Linked DNA regions of Mus musculus: regions 1, 2, 4, 5, 6 and 7 are each linked to region 3. A link is a contact called in public Hi-C, HiChIP or PLAC-seq and promoter capture Hi-C data. All regions are on one chromosome and are shown on one strand. The core of a region is the stretch at or near the end of the contact, and the rest is flanking DNA. Distances in the headings are between cores, read along the strand shown. Region 1 holds the start of Vkorc1l1 (vitamin K epoxide reductase complex, subunit 1-like 1). Region 2 holds the start of Phkg1 (phosphorylase kinase gamma 1). Region 3 holds the start of Ran (RAN, member RAS oncogene family). Region 4 holds the start of Sumf2 (sulfatase modifying factor 2). Region 5 has its middle 26 kb from the start of Psph. Region 6 holds the start of Zbed5 (zinc finger, BED type containing 5). Region 7 holds the start of Gusb (glucuronidase, beta).

Evidence for each region. Promoter capture Hi-C pulls out the DNA fragments that hold promoters and counts their contacts. Hi-C and Micro-C count contacts between places; a contact is called where the count stands out from the background. HiChIP or PLAC-seq counts read pairs in DNA pulled down with a chosen protein or histone mark. Capture Hi-C pulls out chosen DNA fragments and counts their contacts.
Region 1: a contact with region 3 is called in a Hi-C map of CD8 T cells, with 6 times the contacts expected there. The contact joins the promoter of Vkorc1l1 here to the promoter of Ran in region 3. A contact is called at or near these places in 3 of 39 promoter capture datasets (frontonasal cranial neural crest, liver and pre-B cells), 5 of 484 Hi-C or Micro-C datasets (CD4 T cells, CD8 T cells, double positive thymocytes and 1 more), 7 of 115 datasets of contacts at active chromatin or transcription factors (astrocytes, bone marrow-derived macrophages, embryonic stem cells and 4 more) and 1 of 9 other capture datasets (adipose tissue).
Region 2: an H3K27ac HiChIP or PLAC-seq map of extraembryonic endoderm stem cells shows a contact between it and region 3, with 5 times the contacts expected there. The contact joins the promoter of Phkg1 here to the promoter of Ran in region 3. A contact is called at or near these places in 8 of 39 promoter capture datasets (the 3T3-L1 cell line, embryonic stem cells, hippocampal neurons and 2 more), 2 of 484 Hi-C or Micro-C datasets (CD4 T cells and embryonic stem cells), 10 of 115 datasets of contacts at active chromatin or transcription factors (astrocytes, embryonic forebrain, embryonic stem cells and 5 more) and 3 of 9 other capture datasets (adipose tissue, embryonic stem cells and liver).
Region 4: a promoter capture Hi-C map of pre-B cells shows a contact between it and region 3. The contact joins the promoter of Sumf2 here to the promoter of Ran in region 3. A contact is called at or near these places in 7 of 39 promoter capture datasets (the 3T3-L1 cell line, the C10 cell line, cranial neural crest and 4 more), 1 of 484 Hi-C or Micro-C datasets (embryonic stem cells), 11 of 115 datasets of contacts at active chromatin or transcription factors (astrocytes, bone marrow-derived macrophages, embryonic stem cells and 3 more) and 1 of 9 other capture datasets (embryonic stem cells).
Region 5: a contact with region 3 is called in an H3K27ac HiChIP or PLAC-seq map of embryonic stem cells, with 7 times the contacts expected there. The contact joins the enhancer-like site here to the promoter of Ran in region 3. A contact is called at or near these places in 6 of 39 promoter capture datasets (the 3T3-L1 cell line, the HPC-7 cell line, cranial neural crest and 3 more), 10 of 115 datasets of contacts at active chromatin or transcription factors (the 230-238 cell line, the SCID.adh cell line, astrocytes and 6 more) and 1 of 9 other capture datasets (pancreatic islet).
Region 6: a promoter capture Hi-C map of liver shows a contact between it and region 3, with 4 times the contacts expected there. The contact joins the promoter of Zbed5 here to the promoter of Ran in region 3. A contact is called at or near these places in 8 of 39 promoter capture datasets (the 3T3-L1 cell line, the SN4741 cell line, embryonic stem cells and 5 more), 4 of 484 Hi-C or Micro-C datasets (CD4 T cells, Th1 cells and embryonic stem cells), 14 of 115 datasets of contacts at active chromatin or transcription factors (astrocytes, cardiomyocytes, embryonic forebrain and 7 more) and 2 of 9 other capture datasets (adipose tissue and liver).
Region 7: a contact with region 3 is called in a promoter capture Hi-C map of pre-B cells, with 4 times the contacts expected there. The contact joins the promoter of Gusb here to the promoter of Ran in region 3. A contact is called at or near these places in 2 of 39 promoter capture datasets (pre-B cells and second pharyngeal arch cranial neural crest), 1 of 115 datasets of contacts at active chromatin or transcription factors (embryonic stem cells) and 1 of 9 other capture datasets (embryonic stem cells).

Annotation. Positions count from the first base shown.
Region 1 is chr5:129,940,422-129,943,995 of GRCm38.p6, reverse strand. Vkorc1l1 (vitamin K epoxide reductase complex, subunit 1-like 1) reads right to left here and starts at 1,887. Exons shown (of 3, transcript NM_027121.4): 1 at 1,631-1,887. The coding sequence starts at 1,824.
Region 2 is chr5:129,877,539-129,881,234 of GRCm38.p6, reverse strand. Phkg1 (phosphorylase kinase gamma 1) reads left to right here and starts at 2,147. Exons shown (of 10, transcript NM_011079.3): 1 at 2,147-2,304. It overlaps Chchd2 (coiled-coil-helix-coiled-coil-helix domain containing 2), which reads left to right. Exons shown (of 4, transcript NM_024166.6): 4 at 1-74.
Region 3 is chr5:129,018,437-129,021,697 of GRCm38.p6, reverse strand. Ran (RAN, member RAS oncogene family) reads right to left here and starts at 1,542. Exons shown (of 7, transcript NM_009391.3): 1 at 1,420-1,542; 2 at 1,124-1,170; 3 at 930-1,014; 4 at 707-832. The coding sequence starts at 1,159.
Region 4 is chr5:129,845,518-129,848,906 of GRCm38.p6, reverse strand. It overlaps Sumf2 (sulfatase modifying factor 2), which reads right to left and starts at 1,917. Exons shown (of 9, transcript NM_026445.2): 1 at 1,821-1,917. The coding sequence starts at 1,911. Cct6a (chaperonin containing Tcp1, subunit 6a (zeta)) reads right to left here. Exons shown (of 13, transcript NM_009838.2): 12 at 3,252-3,324; 13 at 2,464-3,159. The coding sequence ends at 3,087.
Region 5 is chr5:129,759,323-129,762,908 of GRCm38.p6, reverse strand. No RefSeq gene overlaps it. Among named protein-coding and RNA genes, the nearest start is that of Psph, 26 kb to the left of the region's middle. Within about 2 kb of position 1,283, at least 92 of the 459 cell types and tissues checked have an H3K27ac peak or open chromatin away from gene starts, as enhancers often do. A contact at or near this core is called in astrocytes, craniofacial prominence, embryonic stem cells and 2 more, where this site is marked.
Region 6 is chr5:129,894,306-129,897,947 of GRCm38.p6, reverse strand. Zbed5 (zinc finger, BED type containing 5) reads right to left here and starts at 2,225. Exons shown (of 4, transcript NM_183088.2): 1 at 2,096-2,225. The coding sequence starts at 2,145.
Region 7 is chr5:130,000,895-130,004,537 of GRCm38.p6, reverse strand. Gusb (glucuronidase, beta) reads left to right here and starts at 1,489. Exons shown (of 12, transcript NM_010368.2): 1 at 1,489-1,931; 2 at 3,596-3,643. The coding sequence starts at 1,722.

The DNA.
Region 1 (3,574 bases), core at 638-3,137, 920 kb before region 3:
GCCTGATGACCTGAGTTCAATCCCTAGGACCCATCTGGTGGGAAACTGACTCCCACATGTTGTCCAATGACCTCCATAAGTGTGTGTGCTACCCCACTCCCAACATAAATATGTGCAATAGAAGCACGATACACTTAGTGGTTCTCAAGGTGTCTAGTCTAAAAGAAAGTCTAGGAGGCCTCAACCTGGATGCAAATAAAACTCCTGAGGGCTCTTCATCACAGATACATTCTGCACTATAAACTCAATGCATTTAAAAAAAAAAAACAAAACTGCTTAATGAGGCCATAATGACAACCATTTTTCTACTAAAAAGTTACAGGAATTCCACTTATAAGCACGAGCTAGCCTAGCCTAGCTGGTCTATGAAAAGGGCTAAGTGGGAAAGATCAACAGCCTTAAGTTTGCAGATAAGAAACTCCAACCCTAGCTTCTTCAAATACTCCTCCACCAATATGGAGGGCAAAATAAACTAGTGAGCTATATACATTTGTGTCTCCCTAGCATTTATCAAAAGGAGGGAATGTAGTGAAATGTTAAGCACTGTTAACAAACATCAAAATATTAGGGGTAGGACTCTCTATTAAAATGTCAAACTATCTATTCTGCAATAATTCTTTTCACTTTTGCTGGTTTTGATGACTGCTATCAGTTTTTTAAAAAGCCTTTTTTAAAAGTGTAAAATACTTTTTTCTAAGAAAAAAAGCTAGCACACTACATAAAATGTTAACAGGAAAAAAAATCGATGGTATTTTCAAGAAACAAAAAATTGTTTAAATAAACCTGCTTAGCAAAGTTTCGTAAATCTAATCTCTTGCGGATTATTCCGCTAATACTAATCAGCAACATGTAAAAGTCATTCTAAGTCACCCACGGTGGTGCATGCTTGTATTTCCCTACTCAAAAGACTGAGGCAGGGGAATAGCTGTAGAGGTTATAGTCCGATGAGTTTCAGGCCAGTGTGGGTCACAACTCAGATCCTTTCATAAAATAACAGTCATCGTAGTACCTAAAATATCACTATACACAAGGTACTCATCGTTTACTCTAAACTTAAAGTAGACCCGAACTCTGGCCATTTTCCCCCTGCTGGGCACACTTCGTGAAATACACAAGGGAGAAAAATCCAAGAAATCAGATAGGGTTAAGTGCTGGTACCTTCCTCTTCCAGAGTAGGGTCAAATGCGTGTCTACCCGCAAATGTCACTGTCGCCTCCAGAAGGCTGCCAATTCTCCTTAACTCTGAGTACAAAGAGGCCTGAGCACCGAAAACACCTGTCCCGAACAACCCAGAGGATAGTGATAAAAGCCACCGGACATATAGCCCCGGGGTAGCAGAGGTCCCAAGACCCCGGGGATGAATGCTGGCTTCGCCGATCTCTGCATCGGGGGTCTTCACACGCCTCTCTCGGCGACAACAGGGAGAAAAGTCACACCGGCCAGGACGCGCCCGCGCCCTCCCGGCTGCACTGTGCCACCTCATCCCGGAGGCCTGCCCTCAGCCGCCGCCCCCCGGTCACCGCCGTCCGGGTCGCGGCCCGGGCCCCGCTCTCTCAGGCCGGAGCTCCCCGCGCGCTCCCCGCCCCCCGCCGCCGCCCGCGTCGCGCTCCCCTCACTCAAGCCGGGCTACCTGGAGGCCAGGGCGGCGGAGCACTTCACCCAGGGCCCCAGGTCGCAGAGGGCCCGGTGCTCCGGGTCCCTCTCCTTCTCCCGCTCCACGTGGTAGGCGTAGATGGAGAGCAGGATCCCGGCGGCGCACACTGCATACCGGGCCACCCGTTCCCAACGCGGCACCGACACTCTCAGCAGGACGGGCGCCGCCATCTTCCCCCCTCCGCCGCCGCCGCCGCCTCCCTCCGCCTCCACCTCAGACGCCGCCGCCCGTCGGGGCCCGACCCAGCCGCCGCCGCTGCCGCCACCGCCTCCGCCGCCGCCGCCGCCGCCGCCACCACCGCCGCGCCCCATTGGCTCGGTCGCCTCCTCCGGGCCCCGCCCCCACAGGCGCGCGGCCCAACCGCCCCGAGAGGAGTGAGGCGGACTGGGCGGGGAAGGCGCGCGCGGACACAGAGGGAGGGGCGGAGCGCGCAACCGCCAGGGAGGCGGTGCGGCGCATGCGGAGGGCGGGGTCTGAAAGAGGGAAGGGCTTGAGGAGGGGCGGAGCTTGACCAGAATTGGGGCGGAGCGAGAAAGCCGCTCATAAGTGTGGAGGGAGGAGGCGGAGCGCGCAACAGCGGGGAGGTGGTGCGGCGCATGCGGAGGGCGTGGCTGACGGTGGGCGTGGTTTGATTTTAAAGGGGCGGGTGGGAAAACCGCGCGCGGGCGGGGAAGAGGCGGAGGTTGTAAGCAGCCAGGGTTGCGTGGCGCAAGTGAAGGGTGGTGCTGAGAAATGGGGTTCGTTACACTGGAGGGCGCGGTCAGAAGGGAGGCGGAACAAGGTGGGGCGGGAGCGAAGGGAAGGGGCGGAGCGCAAAAACTCTGGTGTGCTGGATGGGGCAGGGGCGTGACCAGGAAGGATGAGGGGTGTGGCCTAGGAAAGGGGTGAGGCGAGAGGTGGTTTGGCTTAATCTTAGGGTCTGTTACAAGGGATCGATTTCAAAGATACTACTACAATGCTTGACTGGGCAAGCCCTTGGCTCCTGGTAGCAATCAGTTGCCTTTCTGCACACACACACATTTCCGTCGTTATCACTTGATATTTCTTATCCAATCCAAATTGTCCCTGACCAATGGCTCCAGAGCTCCAGAGACACGTTTGTGTGACATGATCTTCCCCAGGCACCACCTCCAGGCGTCTTGTGTTCAACATGTGAGAAACTTTTTTCTTAAATGCGCAAAACTATTTTTACATTTAAAAAAACCTATTTTTAAATGGGTTCATGAATACTTCTCTATAATTTGGATTTGATGTGGCTTTAACATAATCCATACTAAAAGGATAAAAATGAACTTTAAAAAAAAAGCTCAAAAACTTGGAAAAAGGGAAATCAGAAGAAAACGAAACGTGAGGAGGTCATAGAGGCTTGCAAAATTGTTAAAATTGAGCCATAACTGATTCTGAGCTTCCTTGCTGTCAAAACTGGACAGGAAAACCCATGTAAGGATATCTGTGTCTACAAAGAAACAAGCTGTTGATGGAGATTGCTAGCTTTTGCTTCAATGCAGCTCTTAGGCTTTGGGGGCATCACCTAGTGATTTTGATTAATAAGTAATGTTCTTCAATTAATTATACAATGTTGGATAACAAATCACCCCAATTTTTTGCAGCTTTAAGCAAGCTAATAAACTGGGTGTCTGTTTGTTTTGTTTGGGGTTTTTTTTTTTTCATTTTCTCTGCGTCAGGAATCTTCCGGCTCAGTCTCTCCACCTTTCCCTCTCTCTTTCTCTTCCTCTCTACCTTGGATCAAATTAAGATGTGAGGCATGGCTGTAGTCATCTCAAACCCTGAGAGTCCTCTTTCAGGTTCTCTCCTATGGCAGTGAGAAGGCTGCAGGTCCTCCCTGGGCAGTAACAACAGCTCCAATTTACACCTCCAGAAAACACAGCTGGCTTCCATCCCACCCACCCAAAGTAAGGG
Region 2 (3,696 bases), core at 898-3,397, 860 kb before region 3:
GTTACTGGGGAAGTGTTTGGCCTCCTTGGACTGTGTTGTGATTGTGAGTTAAAAAAAATAAATTGGTTATTCTGAAGTGTGTGGTAGCGTCCTTATTGTGTGTGCCTGGTGAACATAGTAGCATCCTAAGAGAAGCCATTCTCTATGCCTGTCATTCGTCTAGTCCAGAGGTGCTCAGCCTTCCTAGTGCTCTGGCCTTTTAATACAGTTCCTCATCAAAAACACAGCTTTCTGATCTGGAGGCATCGAATCTAGGAAAAGCTTAGGCCCAGGTAAAGTGGTACATGCTTTTAATCCCAGGAGACAGAGATATATATATATATATTTTTTAACTTTGATCACATGCTAATTGTGATGTGTCAGGGAGCTGGTGTGATACTCAGCTGCAGCAGGCTTGTCTAGTATTCACCAGGCTTGAGTCCTGTCTTCAGCCATGCCAACAAACCAAGTAGCTAAGTAAGTGGTAAGCAGGTAGACATTACTGAGACCTCCGATGGCCACGTGACACTGCGTGTCTGCATGGAGGCAGCGTACGCAAGCCGTTGGGTCTCCCTATATAGTCCAGATCTGTGTAAATGGCCTATCCTGCCTCAGCCTCCCAAGTGCTGGGATTAGAGGCTTGTGCCACCATACCCAGTTAAAAACCATCCTGTAGCCAGGCGTGGTAGTGCACACTTAATCACAGCTCTGGGATCACAGCCGGTGGATCCCTGAGAGTCTGAGGCTGGCCGGGTCTACAGGGTGAGCTCCAGGACAGCTGGGGCTACACAGAGAACCCTGTCCCACACAAAAACCAGCCAAACATCAACAACAAAAACATGGAGTTCAATTCCCAGCAACTACATGGTGGCTCACAAACCATCTGTAATGGCATCCGATGCCCTCCTCTGGTATGTCTAAAGACAGCTACAGTGTACTCACATACATAAAATAAAAAACTTAAAAAAAAAAAGTCATGCTTGGTGTTGCACCCTATAGTGCCAACACACAAGCAGAAGCAGGAGTGCAAGTGTGGAGGCCTCTTGGTCTGCACGGTTTCTGGGTCGTCAGAGTTGTGTAATAAGAGTCTTGTCTTCACTGGGCAATGGTAGCACACGAGTTTAATCCCAGCACTTGGGAGGCAGAGGAGGCAGGCAAATTTCTGAGTTCAAGGCCACCCTGGTCTACAGAGTGAATTCCAATACAGCCAGGACTATACAGAGAAACCCTATCTCCAAATAAAAGACTCTTGTCTTCAAAAAATAACAATGTATTCCTTTCAAAGCTGGTGTTGCCAGGCTGGAGAGATGCATGGCTCATGTGAAGAGCACTTGCTACTCTTTCAGAGGACCTGAGTTCAGTTTTCCATACTCATAGTGGCTATAATGGTCTGTAACTCCAGTTCTGGGGGGGGGGGTCTAATGCCCTCGCTGATGTCTGAGCATATAAGACATTCCTGTATTACAGATACATACTGCCAGCAAAAGACTCATACACATAAAATCGCAAAAAAAACAGGGCTAGAGAACCTGGCTCATTCCTTAAGATCATAAACTGCTTTTCCAGAATTCGATCTCCAGCACCCATGTAGCAAACAACCAGCTATAATTCCAGCTGCAGAAAAACCCAACACCTGGCTTGGGCAGGCACTAATACTCATATCCACATACAGATAGATATGCTGTGATGGTTTGTATATGCTTGGTCTGGGGAGTGGCACTATTAGGAGGTGTGGGAGGGGAGAGGGGGTAGAGAAAAAAAAGTTGCCTTGATCATGGTGTCTGTTCACAGCAGTAAAGCCCTAACTAAGAAATACACACTCATACACATAATTAAAAGTTTGCTTGTTTGTCTTTGGTTTCTCCAGACCAGGTTTCTATGTCTAACTCTGGCTGTTGTGGAAATCACTCAAACTCAAAAGATCTACCTGCCTCTGCCTCCTAAGTGTTCTCCAACACATTGGCTCAGCAAAAGCCAATATTTAAAAAAAACCAAAAGGCTTTGTCTCCTCTGAGCCATTTGCTTTATCCCTGCCACATGTGCTTTCCCCAGGCTCCGCCAGGTGTCACCCCTGATGTAGTTCTGCCCCAGGCCTAGCCCTGCTGGACCTTGGCCTGCATCCCAGGTTTGCAGTTGTGATTTATTTTTGGCAGGCCAGCCTTCCATCACCAAGTACCAAAGTTCCGCAAGAGGAGCAAGACAGCAACTCCAATAAGTGTCTGCTCAGGACACAGCTTCAGCCCTTTGTGGTCTGCTGTCTCCCAAGGGCTCCAGGACCTTTGGAATTCTTGTCACTTCCATTCAAGGGCCTACAAGGACCTCACGGTGAGTAGCCAGGCAGTAGATGGGAGCAATGGGGTTGTGAGGCAAAGACAGGAACCCCTTCCAGGTCTGTTTGACCCATTTCCCCTTAATCCTGGGAGAGCACGGATTCTCAGAGCACCTGTCAGGCAGTTACCTACAGATCATGGATCGGTTGTGTTCTCTGATTAGCTTTCTGGGATATCAAATTCCAAAACATTAGACTATCTATTCTCATTTAGAACACCTCCACACCCCTAGGGAGTCTTGGAACAAGTGTCAGGGGATAATGAAACAGTAAATCCAGATCCATGGTTGGCTCAAGTCAGGCCTTAAGAACAGGGAGATGGACACACGTATATTATCAGAAAGGGTAAACACAGCCAGAATTTGACCAGCCTGGCTCAGGCTGGCATCCTGGTGTGAGCCAAGAATTGCTCTGAACTCAATCACGCAAGGGATCTGCTGTGCCTAGATAATAAGTGAGGGGCATTACATGCCCATCTTGGGCCTTTAGAATGGCCTTTCAGCAAACAGGCTTGTTTTTCAAGGCATACTAACACCTTCAGGCTCTGTTGGCTGTTGATAGGGTCAGCACACAGGCCTGTTTCCTGCTATTGGCAAAGGAGACAGTTGTTATTCTAAACCTTCTTCTGGTAACCAGGCACCCAGTCGCTGGACACCAGGCTTCCTGCAAAGGCCAGCTTGAGGCAGCCAGCACTGCCGCTTGGCTGGTCAGCAAATTGGGCCCCTTGGGAGACCAAGCTTTCTTGGAAGTGGACATGAAGCATGTACCCTTTGCCTGCTTGCCTCTTCCTATTGCTGGGTGATTTTTCTGCCTTTCTCAAACCCTGGGTCTGGAGCAGGAATTCAGTTTCCTGGTAGGAGCCTCTATGTCCCTGGAACAAGATAGGCCAGCTTAGCTTCTCCACATCCAAGATTGAGCACCCTGACTCAGGGCTGTGGGGGATGTGGTGCGGTGGCGGTGGGGGTGGGGCATAGCTCAGCTCAGTCAGTGGCAGAGTGCTTGCCTAGCATACTCAACACCCTGGGTTTTATCCCTAGCACCTAAAGATAAAAATAAGACGGGCTGGAGAGATGGCTCGGTGGTTAAGAACACTGGCTGCTCTTCCAGAGGACCTGGGTTCAATCCCAGCCCCCACGTGGCAGCTCATTACTGCCCTCGGCTCCAGTTCCAGGGGATCCGACACCTTCACACAGATACCATGACACATAAAATTAAATTTTTTTTTTAAAGCAAAGTAGAAATAAGAGTAACCGACTCATGCCAGGCATGGAGACACATGCCTTTGATGACAGCACTAGGAATGCAGAGGCACAAAGATCTATTTATCTATGAGTTTTAGGCCAGCCAGGGCAACATAGTGAGACCCTGTCTCAAAAGGAAAAAAACAA
Region 3 (3,261 bases), core at 293-2,792:
CCCAGGTTTCTATAACCTACCCTGCAGGGATGGTGAGGATACAGTTTAAGAGGAAGCACGTGAGCATCCCCATTTTTTTGGTTAAAAAGTTAACCCCGGTTATAAACACCCCTTTGCCTTTACATGCGAAGAAGCCAAAGAACGAATTTTCTCATCATGCTAGTAAGATCACAAGGATATTCATTCGTCTTTAAACACCAACAGACTCTTTCCCCACTAAGCTTTTTCGATTACTTTCAAGGAGAAAAGTAAAAGTACAGTTTCCATGAGGCGGCAGGTTTCACGTGTGAGAGAGGGCCTGGCTCCAGGAGGGGCTAGAGGTTTAGTATCTTGGGGCAAATGCTCACTACTTATTTTAATGATGGGAATAATCACGGGTAAGCTACTGCGTGTAGCCCTTAATTCAAGTTTCGAAAACCAAAAAGTGACCCGGGAGCTTTCCCAATAGCTTAGTCTCCTACTAAGTTCTGAAGCCACACAGTTTGCCCCAAATCAATGCCTAGCATGACACAGCATATGATCAAACGACACCACGGACGATTCTTATAAAAGAAAAAAAAAATCTCCTATCCACTCCAACCAGGTCGCCTCCCTCCAAGAGATTTCTGTCCCCTCTCCTTAGTCACCCGGCAACGGCTGGCTCTCCGGCTCATACCCCAAGCACATGTCCGAGGGCCTGGGCCCACTTCCGCAAGGCCCCCCTCACCTTGGATGTAGTAGCCATCGCGCAGGCCCCCGAACTTCTCCTGGCCGGCCGTGTCCCACACGTTGAACTTGATGGGTCCTCTGTTGGTATGGAAGACGAGCGGGTGCACCTCCACGCCCAGGGTGGCTGCGGGGAACAGGGCGGCAGAAGGGGTCAGCCGTGCACTGCCCGCCGCCTTCCCCCGGAGGCCTCGCTGCCGTGAAGCACCCCCGGCCGCACCTACCTACATACTTCTTCTCAAACTCGCCCGTCAAGTGGCGCTTCACGAAGGTTGTCTTCCCGGTGCCGCCGTCGCCCACCAGGACGAGCTAGATTCAAGAGACGAGGCGGCGGCGTGAGCGGTCCCCGCCATGCCGTCCCCTCCCGACCTCCCCGCTCGCTCGCCCTCCGAGGGCCCCCGTGCGGCCGCACACGCACCTTGAACTGGACCTGCGGCTCTCCCTGGGCGGCCATCGCGGCGGATCCTGCGGGGAGAGAGAGCGGCTGCGGCACGTGCGCCCCACAAAGGCCGCGGCCGGGAAGAGCGCGCGGGAAGGCGGGGACGCGGCGTGAGACGGTGGGGGGAAGGGAAGCGGGCTGAAAAAGCCCAGGGCGCTGCCCGTCCGCCTCGCCTCGCCTCGTCGCCAGCGCCGCCCCGCGCCCACCCGAAGGACACCCAAACCCTCCGGTCACCGCCCGCGCCCGCGCCCGCACCCTCCCGGCCTCGACGCTACCTTCCAGAAGAGTCTCCGCGCCTGTCCGACTGGAGCTGGAAAGATGGCGGAAGCGCGATTCAAATGCCGGAGACGCAGCGGACGCCGGCGCGCGGAGGGGGGGAGGAGCCGGGAGAGGGCGGAGCAACGGCGCCGCGCCCAACCACGCGGCGCGCGTGCACGCGCACGTCCGCTGGAGCCGTCCGACTCGGCCGGGGGCCCTCGGAGCGCCCAGGGCGGGAGAGGGGCGGCGGGTCACGTGGGCCGGCCGAGCGGGGACGCGCACGCACGCGGACCGTGAAGGGCCCGCGGGAGCCGGCGCTGAGCGCGGGCTGCCACGCGCATGCGCTGGCTGCGGGAGGCCGCGCGTTACGCGGGCGGCGGCCTAGCCAGGGGCCTCGTGGGCGGGAAAGGCGGGTGCTGCTTCTCGGTCGCTCGCTGCCGCTCAGCGGGCACCGCCCGACCTTCGTCCCCAAGTCCTGTGTCCACAGGCACCGGGGATCTCGCGGGCGGGCGATCGCTAAGTGTGCGCGGCCGCCGTCTGCAGAATGAATGGAGGGAATGAATGAGGGTGCGCGCGCCCGAGGCCCGGCTTGCGTCAGCCATGCGTGCCCGGCATGGACACGGCCTGGCCTTCCTGGGAGGATGGGACCGGATGCAGTTAGTCCAGGCGTTCAGCATCCCAGGGCCCTTCCTCTGTTGCGTGGTCTGAGTAATCTGTCTCGCAGAAGATACCCTACCCTGGCTCCCTCCTGAGCAGCAATTGACCAGCAAATACAGATGCTGCTGGGGAAATGGAAAATGTATCTCTGATGACCAGAGCTTGGGGGCCCTGCTGTTACTTTGTACTATGCAATCTAAAAGGAGCCAGCACAGGCCTTAGGGTTCCAAGGCTAGCCTGGGCAACTTAGGTAGAAGACAGGTGGGAAAGTGTGCACAAAAACTATAACATAACGTTAACATAGTATGTTTAATGGAACGTCAGTTACATATTTATATAAATACAAAGTTACTATATTTTGGAGTATATGTAACAAGTCGGCTACAAGGGGCTATGCTGTGAGCTGTATTCAATAGAGGATATAACAGGAGGTGGAGATCAAACAGAGTTTAGGAGAAAAACGGTCAACCCGCCTAGTTCCAGTTTGGTAGATTGTTGATACAATGTAGCACCTGGTGCTGGGTGGTGACATCACCAGTGACCCTCTCCCCGAGAAAACTTATCATGAACTTACTTGTCCTGGCAACCAGCCTGCCGAACCGCATCATCTGGTGGCCTGGTTTGTGTTACTAACTGGCCCACGCTTAGAACTTACAAAGAACCTCATCCTAAGAAGCCGAGGGAAACAAGAGAATACACTCAAGCGGGCATAGGCGCAGCTCTCCCTGCAAGCACTGTCTGGACTGCCCACTGCTGCCTGGTTTACAGCATTTTCTTTGCCATCCAACGTGAACTGCAAACCTATTCTTAGCCTGAACTTTAAAACTTAACATGTATGAGTACTGGGGGTGTGGGTGTTGGTCGGGAGACAGCTATAGACAGGCTATTTGTACAGCCTTGGGGGGAAAGTTGCTGTTGCGGAAGGGATTGTAGCTTGTGATGGTTAGTCTACTGGATTTAGGGTTGTGAAGGGTGTGTCTCTTGTACTCACAGAGAGGTTTAACTGAACCTGGGCAGTACCCTAGACTGAACAAAATGGAGACCAGCATCGGTCTCTCTGCTTCCTGACTGTGGATACAATGTAACCAGCCACCTCACACTCTCACCATTATGCCTTCCATCTTCTGCAGATGTAATAAATTGTACCATTGGAATTGTGAGCCAAAAAGAAACTAGCCAAAAGTTGCTTTTTATCAAGTATT
Region 4 (3,389 bases), core at 668-3,167, 830 kb before region 3:
AAAAACAACCCAAACAATTCTACAGCTCCTTCACCCCAGGGACCCTCCCATCTCTGCCTCACCAATGCTAAGATTGCAGGCATGTGGCACTGTGCCCCAGGCTCAAGAACTTGATGTGTGTGTCACAGGGAATTGAAACCAGGGTCTCACATATGCTATGTGGTGCTCGACCCTAGCTTCTCATTTTAAAATTAGTTGCTTTTTTCCCTTATTTTAGTTTTTGATGACAAGGTCACCCTACTCCCACCCCACTCCAACCCTGGGCTGGCCTGAAAAGAAATCACTATATAGATGGACTAGCCTTGCTTGGCAGTCACAGAGATCTACCTACCTTTGCCTCTCAAGAGATTAAAGGTGTATAAGCAACCAGACCCTGCTTTTCAGGGTCTTATATTTAACCCTCTTCTCATTCTGATACAATTCTACCCATCTCAAGAATAATCCCGAGAGGGCAAAAAAAACCGAGTGAGTAGGGAGATCTCAAATTAAAGGGGAATGAAATATCAAGCTGCAATATAAACTGTAGTTTGATTGTAATTTAACAAACTAACATTTTAAAAAATATTTTTAGGGTTGAGCAGTGGTGGCCCTTTAATCCCAGCACTTGGAAGGTAGAGGCAGGCATTTCTCTGAGTTTGAGCCCTGTCTGGTCTACAGAATGAGTCCAGGACAGCCAAGGATACACAGAGAAACTCTGTCTCTAAAAGCCAAAATTAAATTTTTTTTAAGGACCAGGTTAAATCTTCTGTCCTTTGCCAGTATCTGTACACTCACGGCACACAAACACATACATAAAAAGTGGACACCTCTAAGCCCCAGCATACAGAGGCAGAAACTGATGGATCTTTGTGATTTGAGGCCAGCCTGGTCTACATAGTGAGATTCTGTCACATAACAAACTACAATCTAAGACCATATTTTATGCCTTATAATCCCAATTCTAAAGAAGCTGTCGCTGGAGATCACAAGCTCAAGACAAGCTAGGGCTACACAGTCAAGACCTTTATACCAAAATAAATAAATAAATAATTAAATAAATAAATAACCCACCCTCACCCCCCCCCAAAAAAAAAAACCAAACCCCTAAACAAGGGGCCTCTGCGCCGTAGCTTAGCTGAGAGAGTGCTTGAATCTCTATGAATTTGAGGTTAGCCTGGTCTATGTTCCAGGCCAGACAAGGCGACATAGTTGAGCCTCTGCCTCAAGTATAAAATAAAATAGGATATTAGTATATAAGAGCTCCTGTTGCTCTCGAAGACGCTCCGTTTTCAGTCTCCAGCACCCAAGCAGTGGTTTATAACCATGTTTCTTCTGTTGTAGGGATCCAACCTGACCTCCGCCGGCACCAGACACCCTCGTGGTGCACCTATATACGAGGTTGCAAAACACTCATACACATAAAATATCCTAAGAAAAACTGAATCCAAAAGTAACTAGAGATAAAAGGTGCATTTAAACAACATTTTGAGTATCCGATTACTATGTATGTGACTTAAGCGTATCTTTAACTTTCAAAGCTTTCTACAAATAAAAGCTACGAGTCACACGAGTGCACCAGCTCAAGACATGGAAATGGAGAAAAGGAAAATCAGAATGCCTTACTCCCAACGCCCCAGACAGGGCTGAATACCAGAAGAGACCCTGCTTCAAAAAAAGAAAAAAAAAAAGAAAAAGTGCAGTTTCATGATGGCCAGCCCCAGCAAGTAGCCCGAGACCCTGCAAACCCCCTCCGAGGTTAGGGTAGCATCTAGAGCGCAGGATACAGTCACTTTCAGGTGTTCAAGGATAAGGGTGATATAGGCACAGAGCCACACACTGACCTAGCTGAAGCCTGGGGCAGGACAGGAGCCACAGCAGCAACACCGGAGGGAGCAAGGAACCCATGCTGGGGAACCAGAACTCAGAGCGCATGCGTCTGCTCGGGCGCTTCTTCGCGCCTGCGCACTCGCACTGACTCAGTGACCAATGGCAGGGCGCTCCTTGGGAGCTTGCCTGTCAGGCCCGCCCATGAATGAACACAGGCCCACACCCATCCTACTCTGATTTTATCTGACTGCTTTTGTGTGATGTTAACACCCTTGCAGGTCCAATGTGCTGCAGTCTCAGCTGGCTAGAAGTTGCCCACGGTGCTGGGCACTAACTGCCTGTCTGTGAGAACCAGTAGTACGTAGCTGAGCCAACTCTCCACCCAGATATTTTCCTCTATTCAGTTGAGCTGTTCACTCACTCACTGTGGAATACGGAGCCAGCCCCTCTCCCCAAGTATCACACATAAAATCAAGTACATGAAAACCAAAGAGATAAGCTGTTACAGGTATGATGCAAAACCAAGATAGAAAATAGCCTAAAAAATCTTGTTTCACCCAAACCCTTATTCTTCAACAACCGTCCTTTTGGCTGTTAAATGTGTAACTCTCTCAGCCTCTTGTGTTCCCATGTCTGGAAGTTGGGTGGCAGAGTTCTGACCTTCCAGCCTCCACGGAGTAACTTGGCTTTATTAGCTTTTCTGAAGCATTTTCAGTCATTTCAAGTGTGAATGATCCAGTAGCTTCACTCTTTAAGTATTTATTAGACATTATGAAACCCATAAATTACCCAGATGTGTTTTACACTGGCAAGGATCTTACATGTTTAACAGGGAGTTGGCTGGATAATTTCAAATACATCCACAACAAATTATTCTTTCGACCTGGGGTCTCCTGTAGCCTGAGTTGGCATAGAAATTCCGGACTATTTCCAAAGGGCTAGGCTTACAGGCATGTGTCACCATGCCTTATTTAGGAGAAAACCATTACAAACTTTCAAAGAACACTTACGGAACAAGGGTAGACAACATGCTTATCTTATGTAATTTTTGTATCGGTGTAGCTAAAACATCTTGTTCAGTGGGTTGAAAAAGAGCTGCTTTGAGTGTCTTCAGATACTCAAGGCAAAAATAAAATAAAATTTTACAGTATAATTTGAATAGGTGTCAAATGTCCCGTTTCTTTTCTCCAATCAGGAAGAGAAAATTTTTTTCCAAATCACTTGAAGCTTGGACAAAAATAACCATTCCCCCCAACATCCTGTAGTATCACAGGCAGGCCTCAACCCTTCAGAGAGGACATCCCAGCTCGCATGATCTCGTCGACCAGGAGAATGTTGGTGGCGATCACAGTACTGAAAAGGAGGAAGAGAGGACAGATGAGCTATCAACCCAAACTGCTGTGTCTGCCGCCCGCCCGCGAGCCGCCATGATCGTGTACACTCACCAGGAGTGTAGCAGCTGCTTCTTCACACAGTAGTTATCCCACACACCCATCTCTGCAGCCACCATCGGCTCACCTGCAAATAACCAAGAGCACCAAAGGCTTTTTTCATATATTTTATGAACCCTACCAATTCTAAAA
Region 5 (3,586 bases), core at 34-2,533, 740 kb before region 3:
TCTGGAGTATCTGAGGACAGCTACAGTGTACTTACATATAATAAATAAATAAATCTTTAAAAAATATATGTATATATATATATATATATATATATATATATATATATATACACACACATATACATACATACACACACACACATACACACACACATATATATATAACTGAGCCAAATAGATCAAAAAATGTGTCCAACTACAAAATCAGCTGAAAGTATGTTACATGCCTGAAAACTTCAGCACTTGAGAGGCAGAGACAGGAGGATCAATATAGTGAGGCCCTGGCTCAACAAACAAACAAACAACACCCCCACCCCCAAAACCAACAACAAAACCCCTCAGGTTCCGTAGGAGAGGCGTGGAGGATTACGTTTGGCAGAGGTCACACAGGCATCCCAACAACAAGGCCGTTGTTCCCCAGTTGTAAACGCCTCCTGGCAGTTCTCCTAGATGCTGCTTTGTGAGTTTGCACATTTCGGCACAGCAAAATGGGAAGGACCAACCAGGCATGCTGGGTCTGGCCGAGTGCTACTACAAAGGGTCTCAGTTTTCATCACCGCTTGGAGCACACAAGCCCGGGCAGAGGTGGAGGAGGTGGCCCCACCGTTGAACTGGTTACAGCAGCCTGCTGTGACAGAGCAGTGACCTGCACAGGTGCACGCTGAATTTGCCCCAGAGGAAATCTGATAGATATGCGATTTGCGATTATGATTGGATGGAGAGCAGTTTCCAGTTCTACCATTAATTCTGTGGGCCATAGGCTCTGAGCTCAGCTCCCCCCACACCCCCAGTCGTACAAGGCCTTCTTTGTTGTGTCAGGGGTGAATATGAATGAGGCAGGAACTGTACTGGCATCTTTCATGCCTTTCCAATTGTAGACTGGCTGGAAGCAGCCAGCAAGTACTTCTCCCAGGGGTGACGCCCATGCAGAGATACAATAGGCTGGGTACCCAGAGCGACAGCAGTGTTACATAGCTCCCGCGTGGGGTGCCAGTTTTCAATCTGTGAAAACGGTTTCTATACGCAGAGAAAGTTAAGGAATTGTTTGCAGTTTGTCTTTGTATTAAGTAATACAAGCCCTTGTAGCTAGGTATAGTGGGATAGACTTGCAAACTTAGCACTCTGGGGCCTGAGGCAGGGGAATCTGGGGCTCCAGGCAAGAACAGGCTCTGAAGCAAGATACTGTAACAACAACAACAACAAAAAAAGAAGCAAGTGGACCTGGTGGTGTATGTCTGTGATGCCTGTGATCCCAGCAAAGTAGGAGGAACAGGATTTCGAGGCCTGCCTTGTTGAGGCCAGACTGCTCGGGCAGCATGAGACCCTGTCTCAACAGGGCCAGTGGGACTGCTTGGTGTTTGCCAGGCAAGTCTGGTTCGATCTTCAGAGTTCACATACAGGTGGAGAGAACCCACTCCACGAGATAGTCTTCTACACATATGCCCCAAAACACACACACACACACACACACCCAAACCCAAACCCAAACCCAAACATTTTTCAGGGGTTAGAGCCATGGTTTAGTTAAGTGCATTTACTGCTATTAAAGAGGACCTGGTTCTTAGCACCCATGTCGGGTTGCTTACAACTACCTGTAATTCCAGTTCCAGGAGACCCAACACTATTTTCTGGCCTTTGAAGGCACATGCAAGTATGCACTGCACATACCTACATTCAGGCTCTCGTGCACACACACACACACACACACAGATAGAGGGGAACAGGGGGGGGAGGGAGGGAGAGAGAGAGAGAGAGAGAGAGAGAGAGAAAGAATACTAAAGAGGAAAGAGTGGCAAGGATGACTGTCACAGCTCAGCAAGTAAAGGCTCTTGCTGTCAACCATCAACCCTGATAACCTGACAACCTGTTCTCTCCTTCCTGACCTCAGGAAGGAGAGATCAGGTTCTTGCAGGATGTCCCCTGGCCTCCTCACACACACACCATGACATGTGCACTCATAGACAGACACACAGATACATTTTCTTTCTTTGTGTGTTCGAGATGGGGCTTCTCTGTGTTAACATCCCTGACTGTCCTGGAGCTCGCCTTGTAGACCAGACTGGCCTCGAGTTTACAGGGATCCACCCTCCTCTGCCTCCAGAGCACTGTGGGATTAAAGGCATGTGCCACCACACCACCTCTGGCCATTTTTTTTTTCCCGAGACAGGGTTTCTCTGTGTAGTCCAGGCTGTCCTGGAACTCACTCTGTAGACCAGGCTGGCCTCGAACTCAGAAATCCGTCTGCCTCTACCCTCCAAGTGACATTTTTTTTTAAAGGGTAAGGAATTGAAGGAGCTCATTTGGTAGAGGGCTTGCCTAGAACGCACAAGGTCCTAGGGGGTCCATCCCCAGCACCACAGAACAGTAGACGAGCTCACACAGCCCTGTAATCCTAGCACAGGTTTTTATAAGAACCCTAGGGAGTAAGATGTCCTCTGCTGTATTAATGCATTAATGCCGCAGTCAGCGTTAATAAGTATTAGGCTAGGATGGACAACCCTGGTTTAGGTAAATTGTTAACTCGAGTAATGCATTAGGGAATGAAACGAATGCCTTGGAAATCGCTTTGGCTCCGGATGTGACCTGTGGCAGTCAGTAAATAGTGAGCATATCTCTCTGTTGAAGACAGCAATTCTTGGACTGCTGATGTCAGGGCTGTAGGAATTACACAAGAAGTGTGAAAACACTTCAGAGGCTGTGAGCAGAACTCAGGTGACCTGTGGACGGGTCACTCACTCGTCCAAATGAATCCAACCATTACGATTCTGAGGACTGTGCAGGCAAAGGCAAGCATCCCCCTGAATCTCTGGAATTCCGCTCGCTGCCGCTGCTGCTCTTGTGGAATGGGGTATCCCTTCCTATCATCCAATCATGGAGAAACACTTGTGTGTGTGGTCATCTGGAGAGTGGAGCATGATGGAAGTAACGTCATGCTTTTAGTTATATTTTGCCTTTTTTGGAGACAGGCTTTCATGTAGCCCAGGCTGGCTACAAACTATTAGGTACCTGCTGCTGACCTTGAAGCCCCAATCACCCATGTATATGTATGCTGCTGGGATTGACTGAACCTAGCAGCACTTGTGCACTGTGATGGTTTGTATATGCTTGGCCTAGGGAGTGGCACTATTAGCAGGTGTGGCCTTGTGTGAGTAGGTGTGTCATTGTGGGTGTGGGCTTTAAGACCCTCAACCTAGCTGCCTGGAAGTCAGTATTCTGCTAGCAGCCTTCAGATGAAGATGTAGTACTCTCAGCTCCTCCTGTACCATGCCTGCGTGGAGACTGCCATGCTCCCACCTTGATGATAATGGACTGGACCTCTGAACCTGTAAGCTAGCCCCAATTAAATGTGGTCCTTATAAGAGCTGCCTTGGTCATGGTGTCTGTTCTCAGCAGTGAAACCCTAACTAAGACAGGCATGCTACACAAATAGTCTATCAAGTAACCTCTATCCTCAGCCCTGGTCTTTTTTTTTTTTTTTTCTTAAAAGCAAAAAACCGTAGCTAAACCTGTTGGCATCTACTTGCAGTCCCAGCACTCAGGAGTCTGAGGCAGGAGGATTGCTGTGATTTAGAGACAACCTGGGGTA
Region 6 (3,642 bases), core at 976-3,475, 880 kb before region 3:
TTGGAGGTTGGAGATCCTCCTGCCTCTGCCTCCCAAGTGCCCCAGGAGCTTGTGCCCTTAAAGGCCTGTGCCACCACCTCCTGCATCATTCTAAATCTTTAAATACCCATATCATACACATGCAAGAAGACTATAGAAACTGTTTCTATTGGTTACATATATATATATATATATATATATATATATATTACATATAACACACTATTTTGTCCTTTTTTGGAACTTTTCATGACTCCACATGGCCCACTGTATCTCTAAAGGACAGTTATTCCAATACTTCATAAAATCATAGACTTATTAAAAGTTAGAAAGGATGATGGAGAGATGGCTCAATAGCTAAGACCACCAGATACTGGCTTCCACAGGGTCCATGCTCAGTTCCCAGGAGCTCTTAACCACCCCCTAGATGAAATTCAGCTAGCTCTAGGCCATTCTACGCTTCTGGCCTTTCAAGGCTGACACCCCCACTTCATGTATATGTACCCACTGACAGACAAAGCTGGAAAGATCCCCTGAGGGTTTATTTATTCCAATGTTAAACAGCTACTTTGTGTACCAGACTATTTCAGGCCACAGGAGGCAGAGGCAGGAGGATCTCTGTCAAATCAATGCTATACCTGTCTAAGTAGTGAGTTCCAGGACAAGAACTCCAGAGTGAACCAACAGTTTTCATTTTATTCCTATATCAGTATCAAATAAAATGTCATAGTATTAAAGAAGAAATATCAGACAGGTACTGCCATGGACTCCAGTGGGTCTCAATCTTCCTGATGGTATAATGATCCCTTTATTACAGTTCCTTATGTTGTAGTGACCAAATATAAAATCATTTTCCCTTCTATTTCAAAACTGTAATCTTGCTACTGTTATAAACCATCATGTGGGCTGGCGAGATGGCTCAGCGGTTAAGAGCACTGACTGCTCTTCCGAAGGTCCGGAGTTCAAATCCCAGCAAACACATGGTGGCTCACAACCACCCATAATGAGATCTGACGCCCTCTTCTGGTGTGTCTGAAGACAGCTACAGTGTACTTCCATATAACAATAAATAAATTTAATAAATAAATAAACCATCAGGTAAACATTTTTTGGAGCCGAAGGAGTAGCAACCCACAGGTTTAGACCAAGGGGTCTCCCTAGCCTAGTTAACATCTGAATTAACATTTCAGGCTGGGGGAGGGAGAGGGGGATGCTGGTGCTGAAGTAGAGTGTCCTTGCAACCCACTGCTGACAACCTGAGTTTGAGCCTTAGAAAGATCAACAACCAACTCCCATAAAGTGCCCTGTGACCTTCACACAGGCTCCCAGATGGGACATCTGGAATCTTGATGCTGTCAAGAATTTCCTACTTCGTGTGGACAGGAGATGGCTCAATGGAGCAGCAGTTCTCAACTTGTGGGTCAGGACCCTTTCACAGGGCTCGCCTAAGACCAAACTTACAAAATTACAGTTACAATGTAGCAAAAAAAAAAATTTTTTTTAATGATCAGGGGTCACCACCACAACAACAAAAGGATCGCAGCATTAGGAATGTTGATACCCCTTGTAGTAGCGTAATTACAACTAAGGGTTAGCTATCCTGGACCCAAAAGGTGGAAAGAGAGAATTCTAAAATTCTCGAACCTCCACACACAAATAACGAGTAATTTTCTTTTATCCTTTTTTTCCCCCCTTCTATAAACCTTTAAACTCTGTAATCCCATCCCCAGAGAAGCAGAGTCAGGAAAATCAAGGAAGGCTATCCAGGACTTATGAAGTCCAAAGCTAGCCTGACAGAATCAAAAACACAGTAAGAACAAAACAAAACAAAACAAAAAAACACCCCCAAGAGCTTGACACCTATCACCATTCATTCTTTCCTCACCTCCTCTTAGACTATGCCCTCGACAGCCCTTCCCCCAACCTGTCTAGGGAAAATGTCACATTTCAGAGTCCTCTCCCGGAGTGCACAGAGCGTGTCCCCGTTCTCCGGGAGTCCTCCCCTGGTAGCGGATCCCTTTCGGCTCCCTCCATCTCACCCTCGGCTTCGCAGCTCTTAAGCTACAGAACCTCGTCCTGGCCGCCCGCGCTTTGTCCCCAGTCCCGAGGGTCTCACCCGGCCAGAAGGGTCACGCGGGAAGTGCGGATTCGGCTTCCACGTGGCATCCTCGGTGTCTGCACCTTAAGCGTCCAGACACAACAAACTCGGGAACGCCCACGGGCGTCCAGCAAGGAGGGAGGAAGGTGGGAGGTGGAACCTCCGCACGTAGCCAATTAGAGCCCAGGAGAAGCACGATCGCTGAAAGTTATTGGACGAACCAGACATCAGTAACTGGCAATGCGGTGCCACTGCGTACCACGCCGGGAAGTTGCTTGGCGACGAGGCGCTGTAGCTAATGGGAAGTTCCTGAGGTTGCTCTCTCAAATCTTGTCCTTCGGTTCTGAGATGTATGGTTAGTTTTTTTCTTTCGATGGACCACTGGATTCCTCCACTGCCAGGCTGCCCTTTGATTTTGAGACCCTTCTGCCTCAGCATCTCAAGTGAACTGGCATCTCAAGTGAATTACCCGCATGTGCTGCCACGCCCACTGTGTTAACACGTGTTAAACCTGAAAATTGAGTGGATGAAGACTAAACTCTATTGTCTAATCAAAAGCAAGCTTTATTTTAGAGGTGCATCCAGCATCAGGACTGGATATCCGGCTGTTTTATCCTAAGTTGGGATTTTAGAGAACAGGCCCTTACTGGCCTTTTGGGATTCCTTTTATGGCGGAGCGATAAAAGATTAATAGAAAACAGATGTAAGCATGTTTACAGGGCCTAGAGTATTGACTGTTAGAGATTGTTAGAAAAATACAATGAAACAGGAAGACAAGGATATATATCATATAAATGAGGTCTTTCCCCCCCCCCCCCCAGATTACATCAGATTTAGGAAGCAAACTTAGATAGAACCCTAGTTTCGTAAGTATAGGGGCTTAACACACTGGGTTCCTTAATTTGCAAGGTATGGGTACTTAATACAATGTGGTCCTTAATTTCGAAGGTATATGGGTTTGACACATTGCACCCTTTGATTTATGGTCTCATAGTCTCATCTTGGCCTGATTAACTCTTTCAAATCTTTGACAAGAGAGCAAGCATTGCTTGATGTTGTAGTCGGGGGAACAGGATTCTGGTATTGAGTATCTGGAGGGTGATTAGGTTAATATTGCACCAAAAACACAGAGCGCAAGTATTATGATTGATAGTAGAACCATCAGGGGGCCAATGAAGGGTGAGAAACATCTTAGCCAGGAGGGCCAATCAACATGTGCCTTGGAGATATTATTTCTCAATGTAAGTTATCGATTAGGTTATCGATGGTGTTAGAGAAATCTGATATGTTAACACATTTCAGGGAACTGTTGACATCCAAGATTATGTGTGATCAACTGAAAGACTACGGTAGCTCTATTTTGTAGGATTGTCATTCTTAACTCTCTAATTTCTCGGTTAATTTCTGTCAATATCTTTGTTGTATAGTGTTTGGCTAGTGAGCCAGCTATTTTAGAAATCTCCCTTTTCATCCCCACAACCAATGAGGGGCAGGTTGTGACTGCTGCTGAGGCGGGGTCTAGCAGATATGGGGAGCCTCCACAGGTAGAGCTCCCTGATCTCTTA
Region 7 (3,643 bases), core at 240-2,739, 980 kb before region 3:
TGTCCAGTTCTAGGGAAGTTTTTTGTAGTTGCTGCTGTTCTTAGTGTTTATTTTCTGTTTCCCAGGGTTGCACTGGCATGTATGTCTATGCACCACATGGTCCAGTGCCTGTGGAGGCTAGAAGAGGTCATTCGATCCTCTAGGAGTGGAGTTAAAAAATGGTTGTGAGCTGCCATGTGGGTGCTGGGAATCAAACGGGGTCCTCTGGAAGAACAGCTAATGCTCTTAACCACTAAGCCATTATCTCTCTAGCCCTCCCCAGCAAATAAATAAATAAATAAGTCAGTCCTTTTAAAAAAAGGATTGACCTTTAACCTCTACCTGCACACGGTCATGTGTATACACACATCTGAAGCAGGCACCTGAAACATAAACACTCAAATATAAATAAGTGGATTGGAAGCTAGCATACCTGTGCTTGGCCAGTTTTACTCATGCTGAGAATCATTTCTTCTGTTCAGCGTCACCCCCAACCCCTTAACAAGCATACTGGTAATTGCAACAAAATGTAGGTATTTGTAACAACAACAACAACAAATGGGGAACCTTCTCTTGTGCTTAAGTTCAGCAGGCTTTAATAATGCTTTAGGGAGCAGGGCAGTGGTGGTGCACTCCTTTAGTCCCAGCCCTCAAGTGACAGAGGCAGGTGGATCTCTGAGTTCCAGGCCAGCCAGTTTAGACTAACTAAACAGAGCTCTCTGGAAAAACCCAAATCAAAACGAACCAAACAAAAACATTCTTTAGGGAACTTCCTTTTGGCTCAGTCTGAAAATCCAAATGCACACCTTGGGGTGGTTGTATCTTTAGTTCAACTCAAAGATTTAGGTTGAAACCTAAATGATATTTACCTCCGTTTTAAGAACTGGAAACTAACCAGGTGGCATATGCCTTTAGTCCCAGCACTCAGGAGGCAGAGGCGGGAGGTATCTCTGTGATTTTGAGCCTGGTCTACAGAGTTCCAGGACAGCCAAGGCTTCAAGACTCGCTTAGCTGTATATGTACTTGCCCAAGAGTGAAATCTGAGCACTGTTTGCTCAAGCCTGTTAGCTAGAGAGGCTGGAGTGATGGATTGGGGGTGGGGGTGGGGTGAGAGTTACTAAGACCACTTTCAGAGAATGGCTGCTGCAGGTCATGTGAACCGTCATCGCAACCTTCATTTGTGACTCGAATGACATCACACAGGTCCAGGAGACACTTCTTTCATGGCCATTGCTGTCAGTTCTACTCCCTTCCTCAGAGACCTCTAAGAAGAGACCTAGCTTCGAACCTGCCTGCGTGTCCTTTCCAGGCTTTAATAACAAACTCCCCAAATTCTTCTCAGTGTCTCTTTTGAACTCTCATCCTTTCACAGGAGTTATGAAGAAACAGTGGGATCAGGGACTTCAGGGCTTCTTTCAGATCTTAGCCTAGTGGTCCTGAGGGGCAAGCCCCAGAGTGTGAGGGAAGGAGGGGGAGATATTAATAGATGTGAGGCAGGCAGCGGCTGACGTCAGGCATATGGGGAAACGATCCAGGACTTCAAGCGACTTCCTCTTTCTGCAGAGTCCAGCCTTGGGGCCTCTAGATAGCCTTGAGCCAGCAGCTGTACAAGCGCTTGCCCTCAACCAAGTTGGCGCAGGCGGCTTCTCTCGAGAACATGTGACTCTTCCAGGTCCCGCCTCTGCCCTCCCAGAGAGGAGGCTAAAAAGCCCAGCCGCTGGTCGGTGGGCAGCCTGGCCAGTATGTCCCTAAAATGGAGTGCGTGTTGGGTCGCGCTGGGCCAGCTGCTGTGCAGCTGCGCGCTGGCTCTGAAGGGCGGGATGCTGTTCCCGAAGGAGAGCCCGTCGCGGGAGCTCAAGGCGCTGGACGGACTGTGGCACTTCCGCGCCGACCTCTCGAACAACCGGCTGCAGGGTTTCGAGCAGCAATGGTACCGGCAGCCGCTACGGGAGGTGCGCGCTCCCTGGGACCCGGGGTCTGGAAGCTTCCAGAAGTCAGGGGATGGGCGGAGGGATGCCTGTACCTGGAGATCCCCTTGTGCTCACCTAGAGGAGGTTAATATGGGTTTGCAGGCTGGGGAGGGGAGCGACCAGAGCAGGAAGTGGGACCTGGCATGCTGAGAACCGCATGGTTTCTGCTAGGCAGGCGCTGCCCCAGGCAATGGATTTTTTTGTTTTTGTTTTTTTAAAGCTTTTAATTTTACTTCATAGTGCTGGGACTTGAACCCAGGGCCCTGTGTGTGCTTGTCACTACTGAGCCTTTTGTTTATGTTTTGAGGCTGTGTCTCCTTCGATAACCTAGGCTGGCCTGGATGTCCGGGTGAATCTCTTGCTCCCACTTTAACTTTCCTGAGTGTTGTAGATGTTTGTGCACACGCCTCCTGCATCCCGGTGCACATACCTCCCATGCTCTTTCCCATCTTGTGAAAAGTAGAATCCTAGGAGATGCTACCCACTACAGAGATTTGGGGGCGGGGGTAGAGGAGGGGGGAGCAAATGTGACTTTGCACAGAGCTAGCAGAGGACCCTCATCCCTGCTCTCCTTTCCTACCTAGGTAGGGTTGGCGCAGAAGCAGGCTGAAGCAAACCTGTGTGCTCACAGTCTCCTCCTCTCTCAGATTCATTCATTCATCCTACCTCGTTTCCTATTGGGCTCTCTCCTCTTCCTCTCTTCTCTCTCTTTGTTTAAAATGTGTACCCATTATTTATGTGGGGTGGGGGGGCGCCACCCGTGTGCTACACAGTACATGTGGAGGTTGGAAGATAACTTGCTGGAGTCTGGTCTCACCTAGGTCACCAGGGATGTAACTAAGGTCATCAGGCTTAGTGGCTAGTGCCTTTAACCCACCAAGTCATCTCACCAGCTCTGTGTGTGTGTGTTTGAGACAGCGACTCACATTAACCTCCGACTCATAGCCATGTGGCTCCCTTAGCCTCCCAGGTTGCTAGAGTTACAAGTGATGAACCACCACACCTGGCTTAGACTCTCAGTTTTCAACTGCACTGCCCAGCATTCAGCAAAAGAGGAAGTAAGGAGAGGACATTGCCACCACAGGCCTTCTCTGTTTCCTTGGGGGCCCCTGTTCCCTGCTGTTGGCCTTCTTCCTTGTAGCAATGGTCACCTGCCTTTTATGTCAGGGTCTGGTCTTTCCTGTTTTAGACTGGCCTGTGGCTCTTTCCATGGAAATCTTGGCTCTGGTACTATCTGCCCTGAGAAAGAACTTGGTTTGAACAGTCTTTTTCCATCAACTGTCCTGCAGAGTTCACTTGTGGATGCAGCCAGTATTTTACAGAGTCTCTCCCCTGTGTCCCCTATGGTTCTCTAGGGTGCTGGGGGCGCAGTCGTGAAGAATAGACCCAATCCTTCTCTTTAGCCAGAGTCTCCTGTATCCTCAGGTCAGCCTCAGATATACTATGAAGCAGAGGATAGCCAGGGAATGACCCTGAACGTCCATCTTCCTGGCTGCACCTCTCATCTGCTAGGATTACTGGTGCGCTCCGCCATGATTGGCTTATACAATGCTGGAGTCGGAACACAGGATTTCATCGGTGGTAGGCCAGGGCTTTACCAGCTGAGCCACATCCCCAGCACGTGACTCCACTTCTTCTTTCCCTAGTCGGGCCCAGTCTTGGACATGCCTGTCCCTTCTAGCTTCAATGACATC